Linked DNA regions of Mus musculus: region 2 is linked to region 1. A link is a contact called in public promoter capture Hi-C data. All regions are on one chromosome and are shown on one strand. Each heading gives the region's core, a stretch centred on a gene start, on an enhancer-like site or on the middle of the called end of the contact. The rest is flanking DNA. Distances are from core to core; before and after follow the strand shown.

Region 1 (5,759 bases), core at 2,016-4,515:
CATATTTTGAAAAAATTAAAAACAAAACAAAAGTAAGAGAGAAAAGGCAGGGTTTTGTTGTTTGTTTTTTGCCATAGTAGAAATTGAACCCAGGGCTTTGCATTTTCTGGGTGGTACTCTGTTATAGAAATAAAATATCTTCCTATACCAAGAAAGAGAGGATATGACCACTTAGATCAAGAAGACTAAGAGCTATTTAAGTTTACTTCACTGTATGGCCCAGGCTGGTCTTGAACTCCCAGTGATCCTTCTGCCCTCACACCTTCTGAGAGCTGGGTGGAAAGTGTGTGCCACCATCCTATGCGCCACCTTCAAGGCTAGGCATGGAACCCAGGGCCCAGGGCATGGAAGGCAAGCTCTTTACCACTGAGCTATAACCTAACTCTGTTGGCTTTCTGCTGCTGTGATAAAATGCTAACCAAAACCACCCCAGGAGGAAAGGGTTGGTTTCATTTACAGCGGCAGTGCGTCATAAAGGGCCGTTGGGGCAGGGACTGAAGCAGAAGCCATGCAGGACCAATGCTCCCTGACTGGATCTCCATGGCTTGTTCAGCCTGCTTTTTATACTACTCAGGAACACTTGCCCGGGGGTGGCACTACCCATGTGTGCCCTCCCACATCGTTAATTAATGGAGAAAATGCCGAAAACCTACCTAGAGGCAAGCCAATGAGGGCATTTTCCTCAATTGAGGTTTCTCTTCCCTGATTGACTGTGTCTTGTGTCAAGTTGAGAAAACACTAACTAGGAATCACCCTCTCGGTGTTTATGTATCTATTTACTTATTTATTTATAGAATTTATTTTTTGTATGTATGTGTACCATATGCATACCCGTTGCCTGAGAAAACCATAAAAGGTCATAGGATCTCCTGGAGTCTAGAGTTAAGGATGGTTGTTTAATAGGATGTGGGTGCTCAGAACCAAACCCAAGTCCAGTGCAAGAGCAGCAAGTACTCTTAACTACTGACTCATCTTTCCCATCTGTCTCTTACCTTCTAAATAAGAAAAGCAAAGATTTTTATCACATTGATGGGTAATGCACTCTTAGGAGTACACATGGATTTGGGCAAAGCGACTATTCTGGTTGCCTTGATTGTAGACTTGTTGGTTTAATACTCAGAAAACACCTATGGATGCTTTAGTCTTGAGTTTGTAGGGTTATTTAGTTTGGGATTTTTTTTTTTTTTTTTTTTTGGTTTTGTTCATTTGTTTGGGTATTTAAATTTTTTGCATGGCTATATGGTTGCATCTGTGTGTATATTTGTGTGTGCCCTGAGCATTCGCATGTGTGAGTGCAGGGACCTGCATGCTGCAGCACATATGTGATCAGAGAACAACCCTCTGCAGGTCTTGGTCCTTGCTTCCACCATTGTTGCTGAGTACATAGGTTAGGGGCCTGTGAGCTCCAAGGCTCTCTTGACTTGGCCTTGAGTCCCAGGCCATAGGAGCAATAGAGTTACAAACATGCACTACCATGTCTGGACTTTACATGTCAGGTTCTGGAGATCTGAACCCAGGTCTTCATGTTTACACAGCATCTCATCTATAGTGGTTTTCCTCTTGCTTTCGAGTGGGTCTTTGTAGTCTCTCCAAAAGTTGTTCTTTATTGTCATTTAAACATACTCAGCCATGCATGTTTGGCTTATGCCTATAATCCCAGCACTTGGGACATGAAGGCAGGAGAGGCAGGAGATCACAGTCAGATTTAGTAGCTACATAGTGAGTTGTAGACTAGCCTGGGCTACATGAGACCTATGTTAAAAGACATGGAGGAGGCTAGAGAAATGGCTTATTGGTTAAAAGTGTTTCCTACTCTCCCAGAGGAACAGAGTTCCGATCCTAGCACCACTTGAAACTCCAGTCCCAGAGGATCTGACATACTCTCTGACTCCCACACGTGGCATACACATAGTCAAACACAATGTTTCACAGTTTAACTACAGCTGGAGTTAAGGTGTGTGTGTGTGTGTGCGTGCGTGTGTGTGTGTGTGTGTGTGTGTCTGTCTGTCTGTCTGTCTGTCTGTCTGTCTGTCTGTCCTACGTTATCATTAGATCGTTTGAAGGCAGACATTATACCTGTGGTCTCACTGGTGCAGTTCTAGCTCCATCAGTTCTCTTTGAATTGACTTCTGCTAGTTTCAGAAAATCTCAGCTGTCTCTCAGGCAGCAAGGAGTACAGTCACACTTTCTTTGGCTAATAACATCAAGAAAGCCCGGTGCTTAAACAGCACTAGATTTGACTAAGACTACTAATTTCATGCAGGCAGTTTTTAATTCTATAAATAGTAAAACCCAGGAAATTGAACTGTTTTCTGGGGATTTTTGAGTCTGCCTTTTTCCTGCTTAGAGTCTTAATTCTGATTGGCAAATCAGATAAGTTTTCTGCTATTATTGCTACATTGCTTGGGCCATTTATTCCAAATAGACATTTTCCTTCTAAGAATCGTCCCTGAGAGTTATACTCAGACTATAAGTTTGGCTTTTGTTTTTGTCTTTATTTGTTTGTTTTTTTGAGCTTTTCTCTCAAATGCTTAATGGGAAGGAATATCCCTAAAATTTTTAATTCACCTACTAAAATAGGCCTTGCCTTGGAAAACATTTGAATCAAAGTCTAATAATAGATAAAACTTATATTTTCAATGCTGAGGTTTACTCTAAGTAATCTAAACTTAGCATGTGCAGTAATCATAAGAGACCAGGACTACCTCAGGATCTGGTAGAGCATTGCTCTTGAGATGTAGAAATGGCACCCACTCCATGTAGATGTGCGTGCCACTTTGCTTCTGACTGCTGTGATTTGAGTTTCTCTTAGTGCAGCGAGTCTGTGAGTTTTCTTTCTCCCAGTCTGCCCTCTGTACCAGTCAGTCTCTGTGCCCTGCTCAAGATGTTTGCCAGCAGCATGCCCTGCTTGCTTTCCAGCACCAAGCACAGATGGAGGCTTTGTCTGCAGTGTTGGTGATTTTAGCCAGGACTTTGCTGCTGCAGAATGGGGGGGCGGAGTTATGACTGTTTCCTTCTATTGAGCAGATAGGGGTTAGGGAGAGGGAGGGTGGGTGGGTGATTTCCCGGAATTTTAAGTATTCTGCACAATGAATCTTTTGATTTCTTTCTCAGGAACAGGGCGGATACCTGACCAACTCGTGATTCTAGACATGAAGCATGGAGTAGAGGCGAAAAATTATGAAGAGGTATGTACTGCTCCAACAGACAGGAGGGAGGAACGCTCGGGGCTGGAGGCTTCTGTGACCTAATCAGGCCAGTGGCCACACTTGGCCCACAAGGTTGTGGTTTTCTCAGCAGCCATGTGACAACCAGCTATGGTCCTGGTAATACAAAAGGTTGTATTAACAGACTTGAACAAATAATTCTGGCTGTGATTATAACCAATGAACTAAACCAGCTGTCTGTACAGTTGCGTGTTGCTATGGTAGAGTTCAGTCATGCCATTAGCATTCTGGGGCAGAACACACACAAACATGCACACACACACTTTTAAATAGAATTCTGTCAAAAGAAAGTTTTTTGTTTTTTAATTCCTAATATCATCCCCTTCTCTTCTCTAAAACAAGTAGGTGTATATCTTAGGGTTTAGACTCAAACGCTGGTTAGTCTTGAACAGCTGTGCTGTTTTTTGAGAAACAATCGCTAAAAAATAACTTCCAGTTAAAGTAAAGGAGGAAGGCTGGGTGGTACAAAGAGCTGTAAGAGAGTCAGACATTTTATTCTGGTAGGAAGTATTACAGAATGATATATAATATAGTTTGGTGTATCCTAACTATATGAAAAAACGTTGCTTAAAGTGATTAGGTAGAATTTGAAAAATGATGAACAGACATGGCTCGTCAAGATTTTGGGAGGAAAATGTCCTAAATTGGAAGCAGACAGGAAGTGATTGGCCATATGTGCATCAGGAAGTAACTATAAGTCCACAAAGTTTTTCCTCTTTTTTTCTTGTTCTTGTGTTCAATTGAGTGAAACCAAAGTTCCTTGGAAGTAGTCGCTAGAGCAAGCAGTGATACAGTAACGGATATCAGACAGTTCCCAGTGGAGGCTAAAGTGCTTGTATCTCCAGGCTTGTTTAGAGAGCCTCTTTAACTGATGAGTTTAAAAGTGAAAACACAAGTTTTCCAGTTCCTCAAGACAGCGTTTCTCTGTGTAGCCCTGGCTGTCCTGGAACTCACTCTGCAGGCCAGGCTGGCCTTGAACTCACAGGGCTCCACCAGCCTCTGCCTCCCAAGTTCTGGATTAAAGGTGTGTGCCACCACCACACAGAAAGTGAAATCTTAACTTTTCAAGATTCTGAAGAATCTTATTGACTGTTATAAGATAACTGTTAAACTGTTATTATGAGATATAAAATGCCTGGAAAAAATTTTTTGAGGAATTTTATATATATATATATATATATATATACACACACACACACAATGCATTTTGACTACATCCAGACCCTCTCAGACATGTCTCTTAACTTCATGTCTTCTTTTTTATAGCTCACTGAGTCTAATTCAGTGGTTCTCAACCTTCCCAATGCTGCAACTCTTTCATAAAGTTCCTCATGTTGTGGTGACCTCAACCAAAAAATTATTTTTGTTGCTACTTCATAACTAATTTGCTACTATTAGAATTGTGATGAAAATATCTGTGTATTCTGATGGTCTTAGGTGACCCCATGAAAGGATCCTTCGACACACGCCCTCAGGTGTTGTGACTACTGGTCTGGTTAGTAATGTCCTATGCACATGGCTATGGGGCATGGGCACCTACCAGTGACCACACTCCCAAAGAACACAGCCATCTACAGGCAGTAGGTCCTCAGCTAGGCTGTGCACTCCTGAGACCTTCCCTTATCTGTGCTGGAATTTTGACTAGCTTGATCTTGTTCAGGTCTTGTATAGCTGCTGTGAGTTCATGTTCACTAGGGCCATGTCATGTCTAAAACACAGCATTTCACAGCACCCCGTGTCCACTAGAGCTTACATTTCTTCTGACTCTCCCACTGTGTTCCCTGAGCCTTGGAGTGTTGAAGATATAGCTCTTTTGGATTACAAGAATAGGTACAGTGCTTGCACTGTGTTGTTACTGCTGCTTTTTCTACCCTTGGCTCAGTCTATGAAACAGAGACATTGCTTCCTACTATATGACTTGTAACTTTGTTCTGTCATTAAGCATCTGTGTATTAAATAACAGGGTACTGAAGCCCTGCTAAACCCGAGATATAGCATACTCTCCCCAAAACAATGGCGTTACTATGGCTTTGTATAAAGAATGGTATGAATGCCGCTGTCATACCACATACCACAGGAATCACAATTCCTGGCATTTCCGGTATCCTTAGGTGTTACTAACACTGGACAAGAATTTCATCTTTTTTGACCTTCTGCTTAATCTAAGAGGGGAATCCCTAGAGGAAAGGAACTACATCGCTTCCTTTGCCTGCTTCCTGCTTCGGATGTCTGGCATGTCCTAAGCTTTTTACGCACATGATTACAACACAGCTCTAAGGTTCTGCTTCCTAACCACGAACTCTTCCCCACCACTTTCTTTAATGACTTCCCTCCTCTCAGCTCCCAACACCAGCACAGATTGAGGCAAAGGCCTAGAGTAGCCATGACAGGCCAAAATCAGTCCCTTTAACTTCCTTCACATCCAACATCTCAAGAATGTGGACTCAGTTCCGAAGTCCTCTGCTGTCCTGTAGCATGCAGTAATGTCTTATTGTTTGAGACAGAACCTCGCCATGTAGCCCAGGCTGGCCT
Region 2 (5,521 bases), core at 2,547-5,046, 180 kb before region 1:
TGTGTCCTACAAACTTCAGCTCTCACACAACCACAACCTTTACTTTCCTGTCACATTCATCCTGAGGGAACCAAATCCGTTCTGGCTCTCTCTTCAATATAGGAAGTACAGTCTCGTCAGTGACTGGCTCTCACCTCCTACCCTGCACTTTTTTTGATGGCTCATTGGGTCTCCACAGCCTCCCTCTCCAGCTCAGTCACACCTTCCCCAACTCACCCTACAATCTCCCAAATGGAGAAGAAGACCAAGGCTGAGTTCAGGACCCCTGCCACCCTCCCCTCACAAGCCCTTCCTCAAGCCAGCCTGTACTCCCAGTTTCAGTGGCCAATTCTGTAAGAACAGATTCACACCACACCCCAGGCCTGGCCTCTCTGCACTTGTCCCATCACCACAAAATCTTCACGCTAAGAAGGGGTCCGAGTCCCTCCTGGGAATCAGCTCTCTCCCACTTCACTGCATCTGTGAAAACGTTGTTTTGCTTTCATTCTATGGGGGAAAAAATGCAGCCCCATTGGGAGATGTCCAGATCTACTCTCCCCGCCCTTCCTCCCTGTGTTGAAATGTGTCCCCTTGGAACATGGCTGCTGCTGAGCTCACTGCCTTCACCCCAATCTTGGTGTAAATTTATTTCTTACTCCTGTCATAGACCATTGAGAAACACAGTCAATTAGGGACCCAATCCCCTTCAAGATGGTAGCATGCATTTCCAACTATGGCCTAGAGTTCTCCACACCAGCATCTTAACATTGAGCCAGCAGATGACAGGTAAGAGAGAGGATAGCAGATCGCAGGGGAGAGCTTTGAAGGACCAGGCCTAGGTCACACTCTCCTACCAAACTAGGAGGGAGGCTGGAAAACTTGCTCTAGCTCTGAGACCGAGAGAAAAGAAAGAAAGAACCAGTGAACAGATAGCCATGACCTAGAGATGTGTGCCTAGGTACTCAGCCTGTCCTCCCTGAGGAAGCCCCAGACCTCAAGGAACTCTCTAGAAGCAGCCCAAAGTCATCTGTTCATATGCCCACCTGCTTCACGGCATGGGTATTGCTTGATTTCTAGCCTTCAGTCAATCTACAAATACTTCTTGGATGCAAAGGCAAATCTTCACAAAAATTGTTCCTGTCCTCGAGATGATCGCGCTTTCAAGATCTCACGCACGCTTAAGGAAACCATTTCCCATGTTTCCCTTTTTGAAATCCTTTTACTTGGTGACAATGTCCACCAGAACCTCACGATCAGGTCTCAGACTTTCAGCCTCCAAGATCGCTACTTTAAACACCTGGCTTGTTATAACAAAAGAACACAAGCTCATAGGCTAGTTGTTCATTATTCACGAACCCTAATAGGCACAAATATCAGGTCATCTCTGTTGTGCTTTCTGAGCTACCACAGTCAGAAACTTGTGCTTTTCCCCCTGGAGGACACAGGACCTGTCCCAATGAGAAAGGAGATACCTACCAGACAAGAAAACTAAAAACATCAAAAAAATTAAGCCAAAGGAAACTATTATCACCATATCTTCCATTGATCCAGTTCTCACCTTCCTTCTGGCAACAACACCTGGATTTCCACTTGGAGAATATCTTAATTTGATTCTCCAAAAACAGACACAGGGTCGAGTGCAAATAGATAATTTAGGAGATAATTTCATAAAATACCACAAGGGAATTAGAAAAACCAAGGGGGCAGAAAGTCCACAGAGAGTGTGTCCTTCAAGAGCTTCTCCAAGAACCTGGAACTCTGAGAAACACTGTAGAATGGGACCCTAGAGCCCGTCCCCCAGAGAAGAGAGAACTGGGGGGTTTAGACAGCAGAGCTATGGGAACTGCATCCAGAAGAATAATCTCCCCAGCACTCTGGCTGGGTATGTTCACAGTGGGTCTGAGATCAGAGAGCCCACAGAGAGAGATGCATGTGTCCACAGTTGAGAATTCAACCAATATCTACTTAAATGGTAAGAGCCAAGGGCATAAGATTGGAGCGTTGGCTTAGCTCATTTTCTGAGGCCTTAACAGGATGCCCGAATCTGGATAATCTACCAACAATATAGATCTATTTTGACCATGCTGTTAGAGTCTGGGATGTCTAGTGGCATGACAATGGCATTCAGCAGGAGTCTCTGTGCTGTGACATAGCATGGCAGAGGAGCAAGTAAGCCTGTGGACGACAGAGAACATTGTATAGATACACTCTTTTCATCAGAAAGCGGTTCCCAGGTTGATTCATTAGATGGATGGATAGATAGATAGATAGATAGATAGATACTAGTAAAAGAAGTCTAGGGAAACAGCTTAGCATTAGAGATTGCCTAGCACACACAAGGCCCTAGTTTCAACACCAGATTTTTTTTTAAAGTGTATTTATTTCAACATGAGTTTTGAAGAGGACATTCTAACTACAGCAGCCACCAACAATATCTGCCACAGTGACTGTATTATTCTTTCATTGTGACAACACACTATCTGAGCAGGTGCCTTTATAAAGAAAGGAGGTTTATCCCTGAGGCAGCCTGGAGCATCGCATCCTAAGAGATAGGCAGTACACATGTGAATGTGTCTCCATCTGTTTCTACCTTCTTAGTACTCTAACGTAACATTTTTAGGATTCAGCATGTGTACAGTTGAGGGGAACATGCAGCCATAGTCACACCATTCCAATGACAGCCTCTTATGTGGTCAGCTCTGTTTGTCCTCTTGGGCCACAACCCAAACCTGGTCAGCAGAAACCCTACATCCTCTTGGCCCTGGGTACAGGCCCGGCTGAGTCAATCATCAACTCTCAGTTTTCAGAATCATGCTGGAACGATGGCAGATATCGCTACACTGCAATGAAGGATAGCCTGGAGTCCGAAGGAACCACAACATTGCAGAAAGCCTGCTGGGAAACCGACTAGCACAGACCAACCAGTGCAGAGAGGAGGACTGAACCCCAAGAGCTCTTCCGAGCACCTAGACCTCTGTGTTTCTAACTCATGCCCTTGGCCTCTATGGGAAGGTAAAAGGATAGGTTTTCATTTTTATTTTTTTTAATCTTAAGTTAGTCTAAGTTGGATGTGTCCAACTCCTTGAGACCAGCAAGACTCTCTAAAATGCATACGATAACAATTCAAGTCTTTATCATCTCCAGTTCTCCCATTCAAAGCAGCCCTGCCTTTTCCCACCTTAGAACCAGCTGTCTTCCCAGGATCCTCTCTGCACACATGCTCCACCCACTGAAAGCCTTGCTCACCTCGCTCTGCCCCCAGCTCTGCTTCTCCCTCTTTCAACATCTGGCTAAATCCTATCTATTGCTCAAGATCCAGCTCTCTCCTGCCTCCTCCAAAAGCTACCCTGGCAACCCCAAGCCCCGGAGCTCCTGGGTCACCACTCTTTACTTAATATTTCCCCATGGGGAGCAGGATTCAAACATACATTGGGTGTAAGGGTTGACTGTGTGTTTGTTTGTTCTCTGTGAGCACCCAGAACAGGTGGCCCTAGAAAACTGCTGGTACCCTGAAGGGGTTTCCTAGTCTGCCTGGGGATTCTCCCATTGGCCTTTAGGCTGTTGGAAGATTTCACTAAATAAATGTGAATCACCTGGTGCCCACCAAAGGTTTTCACGGTACTGGGAAGCCACAGTTTTAAAACACCCAACTCTTTTTTCAGTGTGAAGCTTCCTTGAACTCAACAGACCAAGTTCTCCTGCTTAGGTTCTTCTGACTGGCTTCTGACTCAGCTAATTTCCCCTTGCTGTGGGGCCCCTTGAAGATCTTCCTCAGTTCCCCAAGCCCTGCTGCTACACAGATTCTCCGCTGTAATGCTTGGTCACTTCCCAATAAGTTCTGACCATGTGTCTAGGAGGTTGGGGGATCTGGAGCTAGTGTCAGAGCTGAGACTCATCCTTCATCCACGCCTTTATCTTCTGGCTGACCTCGAGTTCTTCCCTCTGCTTCCCATTCTCCATTCCAGCTGGCTCCCGACTAGGCCAAGGAATTCCCCAGTCAGCACACTGGGCTGCTTGTCCAAACCTTACGACCTCCTTTAAGGGTGTCATGAAATCAGAGATAAAACAGTCATGGGGATTCCCTGGTCGTCACATGAGGAAGCTCCTGCCTGCCAGGTTCATCACCCTGAGATCACCAGAGATGTCCCATGAATTTTCTCCAACACCCCTTCCAGCGTTCATTCATTAGCCTTCTGTACCCTGCAGAGAGTGCTCTGCACTGACTCTGGGAAGGAATAGTTCACGAGGGCTCGCCAGCATCTGTCACTAACAGGCTTTCGCAGACAAGCCCTTGCCAACAACTTAAGAGGAAACAAGATCCCAAAAGGCCCCCAACTGTCTGGTCATGTGACCTTCTTGGCTCTGCTACAAGAACGTCCTGTTCTTCTTGAAGTGATGTTTCTATTGAGGAAGTCACCATGTCATATGTGGGACAGGAAAAACATCTATTTCAAGTCCCAACGTAATCGCTCTGAGTTAGCGCAGTCTTTTCAAGAACTGCCTGGACAGCAGAGAAAGACCAGTTCTGAGGGAAAGGATGGAAGCCTGGATTGTTAAGTGAGGGAAGGCCAACTGCAGGGAAGAGGAGCAAGGGTTGTCGTTCTGATTCTCCGGGTAAAACATTTCTGGCTAGCCATGAAGGGTTGAGAGCATCCATCATACAACCCCCAAACCATGGTGTGGAGACGTTGGCACACACCCAGCAGACAGGGAAGGGGAATATCCCTACACCCAGCACAGCTGGGTCCTGCTGGACCTGGAGCATCTCCCAGAGGCCAATGTGTTGAAGGTCTGGTCCCCAGCTCATGGCACTATTGGGAAGTTCTGGAAGCATTATGATATGGATCACCAGATCCATAAGTGGATGTCAGATGAATTGGGGTGTACCCTAGAGGGGGACTGTGAGAGCTATGAAGGTCTCACCACAGCTGACTGGCTTTCCCAGAGTTCAAAGACGTGTAATAAGCATCAGTTTCATATTTCCTTCTCGAATTCCAGAAAGCAGACACCAAGCTTACCATTCCCATATCACTTGGGTTGACCACTAGAAACAAGGGTTGATCTTGAAGGCTCATGGACTCTCACACTGACATAAGAGAACAGGAGTTGGGGGATGAGCTGGGGGAGGGTGTTGGAGATCATCTGTAGTCTGGAAAGATGGCTCAGCAGTTAAGAGCACTTGCTGCTCTTGCAGAGGCCTGGGCTTCAGTTCCCAACGCACCCATGGAGGGGGACAATTGTCTCTAACTCCAGTTTCAGGGAGGGAATCTGATGCCCTCTTCTGGCCTCCATGAGCACTGCATGTATGAATTAAAATGCTCATACACATAAAATAAATAGAAATAAATCTTTGGAAAACAATAGGTCACCTGTGTTCTCAGACCCATGCTGTTTGGTTGGGCTTCCTAGCATGTTGGAGGTGTTTGGCTTGTAAAATTCTTGGGTAAGTGGGTTTATTTTATTCAGAGACTGTTTACACATCTCTGTAGTTTCATTTTCCTCAAGAACTATTTGAGTCTTAAGGAACTAGAACGACCTGCGT

What was found. Capture Hi-C pulls out chosen DNA fragments and counts their contacts.
Region 2: a promoter capture Hi-C map of adipose tissue shows a contact between it and region 1. The contact joins two enhancer-like sites. A contact is called at or near these places in 1 of 39 promoter capture datasets (the C10 cell line), 1 of 484 Hi-C or Micro-C datasets (bone marrow-derived macrophages), 8 of 115 datasets of contacts at active chromatin or transcription factors (the HPC-7 cell line, bone marrow-derived macrophages, double positive thymocytes and 5 more) and 3 of 9 other capture datasets (adipose tissue, bone marrow-derived macrophages and liver).

The regions. Positions count from the first base shown.
Region 1 is chr12:85,348,232-85,353,990 of GRCm38.p6, reverse strand. Tmed10 (transmembrane p24 trafficking protein 10) reads left to right here. Exons shown (of 5, transcript NM_026775.4): 3 at 3,115-3,188. Among named protein-coding and RNA genes, the nearest start is that of Nek9, 12 kb to the right of the region's middle. Within about 2 kb of position 3,265, at least 96 of the 459 cell types and tissues checked have an H3K27ac peak or open chromatin away from gene starts, as enhancers often do. A contact at or near this core is called in adipose tissue and bone marrow-derived macrophages, where this site is marked.
Region 2 is chr12:85,531,571-85,537,091 of GRCm38.p6, reverse strand. The region is part of intron 1 of Gm32296 (a long non-coding RNA gene); the gene reads right to left. Among named protein-coding and RNA genes, the nearest start is that of Gm32296, 4.8 kb to the right of the region's middle. Within about 2 kb of position 3,796, at least 85 of the 459 cell types and tissues checked have an H3K27ac peak or open chromatin away from gene starts, as enhancers often do. A contact at or near this core is called in adipose tissue and bone marrow-derived macrophages, where this site is marked.